Linked DNA regions of Mus musculus: region 1 is linked to region 2. A link is a contact called in public promoter capture Hi-C data. All regions are on one chromosome and are shown on one strand. Each heading gives the region's core, a stretch centred on a gene start, on an enhancer-like site or on the middle of the called end of the contact. The rest is flanking DNA. Distances are from core to core; before and after follow the strand shown. Region 1 holds the start of Slc25a53 (solute carrier family 25, member 53). Region 2 holds the start of Tmsb15b1 (thymosin beta 15b1).

Region 1 (4,051 bases), core at 1,353-3,852, 61 kb after region 2:
GGCTGCATGATTTGGGCAAGTTCCTAGTGCAGTCACCAACTCGCAAGAAAGACTGTCTATTCAGTTTTAAAAGTGTCCTCTGGTGGTCTCTGCATTCGTTATCATTATCACAGTTGGTAGAATTATAAATAGTTGATTTTTTGTGTTGTTTGTTTGTTTTTGTTTCAGGCAAGGTCTCCTTTACCTTTAAATTAATCTTCCTTTCTCTGCTTCCCAAGTGCTGAAATTACAGGCATATGATACCAGTCTCTAGCAATGACAAGCTGTTTCTATTATGCTAGGAAGCTAGACTACTCAGTAAGTGCTTGCCACAACAGGCAAGACAACCTGAGTTCAACCCCCAGAACTGTCCTACCTCTTTTCGGGGTGAAGGGGGGGCAAAGATATATAAATCCCTGGAACTTCCTGGATAGTCAGCTTAGCTTAACTGGTGAAATCCCAGGCCTGTAGAAGACCCTATCTCAAAAAAAAAAAAAAAAACCAAGAACCAAAAACAAGGTGACCCGGGGTGTGGTGGTGCACACCTTTAGTCCCTGCTTAAAGTAGAGGCAGAGACAGGCAGATCTTTTAAGTTTAAGACCAGTCAGAGCTACAGAATAAGACCCTGTCTCAAAAAAACAAACAAGAAAACAAAATTAAAGTGGATGGTGCTCAAGGAATGACACAATGTTGGCTCTTATTACACACAGGTATCAGTATGCATGACCAAACACATATTTTTTTTCACGTCGCATTTAAGTAAAATCCATTTGGGAGTGGTCTGGCCTTCCTACAGCTCCCCACTCGTATGGGTCCCCAGGAATTAGGATTCCCACAATACCACATGGGTAGGAGGAACAGATCAACCCAAAGGCCCTGGTACCTGGGATTTGGTACAGGGTAGGTAGAAGACCCATTACCCAGTTCTTGTAACCTGAGTCTAAAAGACAACCTATGGGCATACACTTCCTGATATCTGCATCGTGTTTTCTATCATCTGTAACCCTGCTATGGGCAAGGTGGAGACAGACTGAAAAGGTGACGCAATTCAGTCCTGTATCCATAACTCTTTTTCTTGTTAATGTGAGGGAGCATTTGAATCCTGGTCAGCAAAAACATTACTTGGTAATTAGAACTGAAGCCCTCCAGTAACACTTTCAAGGTTATATGTCACCTCTGTGGCAAACTGTGTGCAAATGTTTGGCACCGTGGCTTCAAGTTGTGGTCTAGAAATTGTACCGGGCCACACTCATCACTATCCTGATACACTTGTGAGACACAGGTTGGCTAGGGATGCTGGTTCAACAGGTTTCCAAGGACAGTCCTGTGACAGGTGCTGCTTCCTGCAAATTGTTAAAAATTTAAATTCTAGGAGGCTTTCCTTCCCCCCAAAATAATAATGAAGGAAAAAAAAACTCATATAAGTGAACCAGCAGCCTGTGTCTAAACAAGTCCCTCAGAGAAACAGAACGAGTGGAAGAATGTAAGAAGCAGTAGCATGCTTCATCCCTTGCTTCTCTCATTAATAAAACATCTTGATTTCTGGCCGTTCAGAATCTTTAAAAGTCTGCTTAAGGTTTTGAAGAGTTTGGGACTGCACGCTGTCAACTGACTTAGCTTACAAAACAAAGACGTAGCACAAGAATTTCAAATGCAGAGTGCTCTGACATCCTAACCAGATTACAAACTGGATCCTAGTGCAGGAGTAGATTCTGGCCTCAGGTTAAGATTAATTTTCCCACAGGGGTCCTGCTCTTGAATAGCAAATTCTCTCACCAGCAATAAACTATCTTGGCATTAAGTCCGCCTCCACTCCTCACTCGGGCCAAATAGCTGCACCGGGAGCTAACAGCCCCAGGAAAAAATGCCTGGAGGAAAAGTTGGCTTTATTTATTTATTTATTTATCCATCCAAAAGGTGTGAAAGCAGTCCCATCAAAGAGAGCACTCCTCCAACCCTTTCTCCAGAGCTCCTGGGTCGCTAACTCTTTGTGCTCTAACTGTTCCAATTCAAATGTAAATGACAGTTGTTAGAATGTGAAGGGTACTAAACCTACTCCCCCCCCGCCCCCCCCCAGCTCACAGCGGACTACCGAATCCACTGAACAAGGCAAGAGCACCATTCGTTAAGGTGTAACACAAAACAACCATCCCAACAGACACAGAATGGATCTGAAACCAAAGAAGGGCCCAGACAGTTTCATACGAACACGATCTATATGTGTGAGGACTGGGCAGCAACAGTTTCTTGCCTAATTCTTATCTTTGCTTCATCTTTTAGGGTCCATCCTTGTATCTCGCCGATCCCTAACCTAAAATAAAACAAAACAAACCCAGCGGCCAGCACACCGGAAACAGCGACACGCGCTGCTGTGGCGTCATCAACAGTCGCCGGGTGTTCGGTCCGTTCTCACCCAACCCCCAGCCCCCAATCTCCTCACTTCAGTTCCCATCTCTTTGAGCCTTTTGGCAGCTGGAGGTTTCTAACCTTGAGCCGGAGACACCCCGCCGCGACATCCCACCTTGTCCTCTTCCCTGGGACTGACCTATCCAGCCGTATGGCCTCCGGGAGCATCGGCAACAGTAGCGGCAGTAGCAACACGGGGCCCGATCCCAGAAGCCTCTGCGAAGGTCGCCGCCCCCAGAATCTCGTGGCAGCTTTCCGGGACCACCCAAGACGCCGTGCTGCGGCGTGTTCCTCCTTCAACCCCAGCTGGCTCCAACTTCCAACCAGGGCTTGTCACCCCTCCCCCACACCCCAGAGTTGCCGGGCTTTGGCGGGCCAACTCCATACAACCAGCAACAGTTTAGCATCTTTTGTGCTAAAGCAGATAAAATTCTTTACCTGCCCCTATCTCATTTGTTCGAGGTGGGCTCAGTTACCAACTATTTTGAAGTTGAAAATCATTTTCTCCATGTGATAGTTTATTGTGACTCATTTAAGCCTGCTGGGCCAACTCCAGCCCCGAACCCCCCCCCCCTTTTTTTGGTTGGTTTTTCGAGACATGGTTTCTCTGTGTAGCCCCGGCTGTCCTGGAACTCACTCTGTAGACCAAGCTGACCTTGAACTCAGAAATCTGCCTGCCTCTGCCTCCCATGTGCGATGTGCCCTTTCTGATGTGTTCACTTTGAACCTGAAACCCTTTATACCCTCTCTTTCCCATCTTTGTGGTTCCTGTGTGACTTCACTGCAGACCTTAAATGCGGCGGCTATTTTATTGTGCTTGTGGGCGAGGGTGCCAAGGGACGCCCATGGTGGTGATCTGAAGACACTCTTCAGGAATTGATTCTTTGCTACCACTTTGTGGGATCTGGGGACTGAACCCAAGTAGTCAAGCTCTCACCCCCAGAGCCATTTCAATGGCCCCTAGGGACTTTTTGAAGTGTAGTTTCTGGATTGAATTCTCCACACACCCACTATCAACGTGGACATATTAATCAGGTATTCAATTGGTTTTCTCTTTTTGTAGAATGAGTATACTAACAGTACCTACTGCTAGTGTGCTACTGAGAAGAGAAACATTTTGTAGCACAAAATTAAGCAGTATATCAAAAGAAATATTTTAAATTTATTTTTAACCTTTAAGATCATTTTATATTTTAGGTCTCTTGCTTGAATTTATGTCTGTACACTGAGTGGGTGTCTGTTGCCCACAGGGGCTAGAAGAGGGTGCTGAATCCCCTGGAATGAGATAAAGGGGTGTTTGCACGATGTAGGTGCTGGGAATCAAACTCAGGACTTCTGGAAGAGCAGCCAGTACTTTTAACCACTGAGATCTCTCTCCAGCCCCATGATTAAAAAACAAAAAAGATTGTATTTTCTGTGTGTGTTTTACTTGCATATATACATTTGGACCACCTGTGTGCTTCCTGACCAGAGAGACCAGAAAAGGGCTTCTTGGGTGCTGTGTGGGTGCTGGGAACCAAACCGGGGTCTTCTGCAAGAGCAACAAGAGCTCTTAACTGATGAGCCATTTCTCTAAGACCTGGAAATTATAATTCTTTTTTTTTTTTTTGAGACAGGGTTTCTCTGTATAGCCCTGGCTGTCCTGTCTCACTTTGTAGACCAGGCT
Region 2 (4,138 bases), core at 1,391-3,890:
GGATAGCTAGGTGTAAAAAAGAGAAACATGAATATATCATTAGGGAGCCTGGCATTGGTGGCACACACCTTTAATCTCAGCATTCAGATCAGAGACAGGTGGATTTCTGAGTTTGATGCCAGCCTTGGTCTACAGAGTTACTTCCAGGACAGCAAGGGCTACACAGAGAAACCCTGTCTGGAAAAACCAATATATATACATATACATATATACATATATATACCTATATATCATTAGCAGAGAATTTTTCTAATGTCTAGTGTCTTCCTAGAGTTTGTACAAGGCTTAGCTACTGTGAACTAAGGCCTGGTATTTGAAACCTGCACCATTAAAAAGAATTCTGTGCTAAATCTTCAGATGGCCTCATACATGCTTTAATTTCAAAATACTATGTAAGGTAGCACCCACAAATCCTCACCAAGTGCTATGTGAGAGTACATAGCAACCCTTTTAATATCCATTAGAATCTGAATCAACTATAGGTTTTATATTCCACTTAAGGTACGTGTATGCTGCTGCCACTATTTGACACTAAATGGCAAATTAAGTACTCCATAACAATATATCTACCACACTCCAATAGGGAAAGGGATATTTTCAAACAGTTTTGTCTGCTTTTTGGAACTGTCTGATAATTTTGGTGTAACAGAGGGCAAAGCATGGCACAGCATTTGTGAGTGATATTCTCCAGGAAGCTGAAAATCTGGGGAACAGCAGCAAACCTCTGCGTCTGGGGGCAGCAAGCATATTCGAGATCTGAAGTCACTCCATTTACAAAAGGTCAGAAGCACTGGCACAGTCCACTAGGGGGACAAGATCACACTCAACCTTGTCAAGGCAGCAAACACCACGATTACAAGTGTATATCCCTGGGTTTTGGTTGTTGTTGTTTGGTTGGCTTTTTTTTTTTTGTCAATTATTTCAAGGTTAATTTTAATGTGAGTTTCATAATTTTCAACAGAAAATAGCTTTTGTTTCTTTATACTACTGATGTTTGTTATGCAGGAAGCACTTACATATCCCCAGTAACAGAATCAGCTACTGGATATTTTAAACTATTAAGTCTGGTAAGATATTATTTACTCATGAAAACTGTAAAAGAACATAACATAGGTTTGTTGACTGACTACAGCAACTTTCCCTACTAGAAACCCCATGACTTACTTTCATTCGACGGAAGAGTATTTTTTACTTCAGTATTAGTTTTCTTCAACTTTGATTTGTCAAACGTTTCAACTTCTGACAAGTCTGGTTTATCGCTCATCTTGTCTATAAGAAAGACAAAACAAAGTTGCCCACTAGAACCATGATCAGATTAAGAGTCACAGTAAAAACATTCATTTACTATCAGTGAATGTTTTGCATGCTGTTTTCCAAAACAACGGATCTTAGAAAGTCATGTTTGTCTTAGAGTCTTCTGATTGCAATGCATTAGCTCATTTCTGGTGAAAGTAAATGACAGCAGACAAAGATGTTCAAGAAAGCAAGATACTCTAGAAACTGGCTGTGGAGACGTGGGGGTGTGGCTCACTTTAAAATTCCCAGCAAAGGCAAAATAGAAATGACAAAAATTAGCAGATAAGAATAGAAGAGCAAATAAGGGCTAGATTTGACTAGGGAAGACGTGAGGGACTATCTGAGCATTTTCACCTTCTAGGCAGTTACTTTTAGGGTATTTGGGAATGGTGGTGAGCATCATGCAGAAAAAATGTCAAACAACACTGTACTGACTTCTAAAGGATGATGAAAGCTGGTATATTAACCATTAGAGTAGGAATGAAAGGCGAATACAAGTCTCACACAATATCTTCTTGTAGCCTTAATAAACATGTAAGGGGGGGGGGGGAAGATAAACAGGTTGAGACTCAGAACTTTAGCAGAGTCAAGTAAGCCAAAGAGAGTTAAGTTCTACTTCACAGTTTTCACTGTTACTAGGTAGGAAAGCAAGGTACACATGGAGCCATCCCTGGCATCTTCTGAATTTCACAAGTGGATCAGGAAAGGAACAATAGGAAAAGACCCCAAAGGTCAGAAGGCAGAAATCTTCTGTATCACCCCAGTGGGGCAGGACACAATCTGTTAACCAAAGTATAGTGGAGAATCGTTATCTTCAAAGCTTCCACATGGCCAAACACAATGTCATTCAATCAAGGATACCCGAAGGCCCTCTTTTATGCTGAAAGCCAGAAAAACTGGGATTCACAACTTTGTAACCACAGGGCGGGACAGAGGGGCGAGAACCACAACCCTAAAAGTCCCTTTCCCACCCAACCAAACCCTACTTCCAGCCTTCACTAACTCCTCGAAGCTGCTGGTCCCTCTGAACCTCCCAGGGTGGGGACACCACCACCATCACCACCACCACCACCACTACCAGGACTATGCTCTGCACCGGCTAGAAACAGGGAAATCTGTAAACTCGGGTGAGCAGACAGCTTGGTCTGCCTGAAAACACAAAGACGATAGAGCAAGCACTAGCAGTCGCCACTGTGCTTGGTCCCGCAAATGCCAGGGGAGATACTCACCTGCCGGTTCCAAGGCTCCCTTCAGGCCAGCAGTTATGTCCACAGTTACCTCTGGATCAGGACTGTGCTCAGGAGTGCAGTGACCAACTGATTAACTCTGCCACGGGTCCCGCCCCTATATCCCGCCCATCCCCTCTATGATTGAACAGAAGGTCTAAACGTAATCCCTACACAGGCGTCCCTGATTGGACACATCTTGGCTTGACACGCCCCCTCCTCAGGTCTAGTGTTCTGGGTGGCTGTCTCTGTTCTGTTTACCTGCAGCCCACCTATAGCATGGCTTGATGATGCCTAAGAGATAATGATTGGCAAGGGTCAGTTCCCCTTCTCTTCCACAGCTTTAGCCCTGGGGTTCACAATTCCTTCTTTACAAATGCAGTCTTTCCTCCGCCGATTTAGAAGCCTCACATTAAACAGCTACACCTTACCCAGTTAAATTTTAATATCTGGACATCGGGGGCCAAACTGAATGAGTTGTACCCTGCATTCTTGTTGTTGCTTTTGTTGTTCTTGTTGTTGTTGTTACAGTTGTTGTTGTTGCTTTTGTTGTTGTTGTTGTTGCTGTTTGAACAGATGCTCAGTAACCTCTGTCTAATCTCTGCTCTGCTCGTAATGCAGACGTGAGAGTCAGTGGTTCAGGGCCATGCATTCCTGAACATTGCCTATGTACTCATGTGACAGTTTAGACTTTTTGTGCCATTGACCAGGAGAAGAACTACTTTAGAATAAGCACAAGGCCATCTACAGACACTAGTTTTCACTTAGAACTTTGGTTGATGCACAAGAAACAGAAGATGGAAACTGCAGTTACCTCCTCACAAGGCTTAGGGGTTTTCCCAGAAGAGGGGCTGAACGATTTTTAAGAGCTAGAGGCACTGGACTACTACAGTGTTTTTTGAACAGATGTGATTACAGGTACATAACTTGATCAAAATTAAAATAAGACCATATCTCAGCGTGGCCAGGGGTGTAAGGAGCACCAGAAGTCCTGCCCCTAGCTGAGAAGTACTGACAGTTGACAGTTGTTTGGAAAGAGAGATGCAGTTTTCTTGAAAGGTGAGGTCCCTGAGAGGTTACACATGTTCCAGCAGATGGCCCTACTCCTGGGCATATACTGGCTCCATCTTTTCCCCCTGCACATCTTGTAGGCAGGACAAATTATAGGTATAAAGGTATGTGGCTGGGTTGGTGTCCCAGTCTCCCCATTGGAAGTCTCACCTGGTTCCAGGAGATGGCAGCTCAGGCTCTATATCCCACATTGCAAGGAGTTTTAGCTAAGGTCACCTTCATAGATTCCCAGGAGTTTCCATCGCCCTAGGTCTCTAGCTCATCCCAGAGAAGCCCCTCGCCCGATCTCAGTACTCTCTCCCTCCATCCTTTCCCCACCTGAGCCAGGAATTATATTGAAGAGACAACATTAAGCAATGGCAACATAGCCCAGACATAGACATAGAGAACTGTGAGACAGTTGACTCAGGATATACAAATGCTCCATATTTGATAGTATTTTGTTATAAATGAATATGGAGAAAAAGGCTTGTCAACAAATGATATAAGGATACCTGAATATTTATCTAGAAAATTTGAAAGTGAACATCTAGCCTCATAGTGTT

What was found. Capture Hi-C pulls out chosen DNA fragments and counts their contacts.
Region 1: a contact with region 2 is called in a promoter capture Hi-C map of adipose tissue. The contact joins the promoter of Slc25a53 here to the promoter of Tmsb15b1 in region 2. A contact is called at or near these places in 2 of 39 promoter capture datasets (the C10 cell line and pre-B cells), 14 of 484 Hi-C or Micro-C datasets (the 63-12 cell line, CD4 T cells, CD8 T cells and 7 more), 7 of 115 datasets of contacts at active chromatin or transcription factors (the 230-238 cell line, effector CD8 T cells, embryonic stem cells and 4 more) and 2 of 9 other capture datasets (adipose tissue and liver).

Annotation. Positions count from the first base shown.
Region 1 is chrX:137,035,700-137,039,750 of GRCm38.p6, forward strand. It overlaps Slc25a53 (solute carrier family 25, member 53), which reads right to left and starts at 2,603. Exons shown (of 7, transcript NM_001082412.2): 1 at 2,525-2,603.
Region 2 is chrX:136,974,234-136,978,371 of GRCm38.p6, forward strand. It overlaps Tmsb15b1 (thymosin beta 15b1), which reads right to left and starts at 2,641. Exons shown (of 3, transcript NM_001081983.1): 1 at 2,526-2,641; 2 at 1,165-1,269; 3 at 1-6. The coding sequence starts at 1,264. It overlaps Tmsb15l (thymosin beta 15b like), which reads right to left and starts at 2,641. Exons shown (of 4, transcript NM_207267.4): 1 at 2,526-2,641; 2 at 1,165-1,269. The coding sequence starts at 1,264.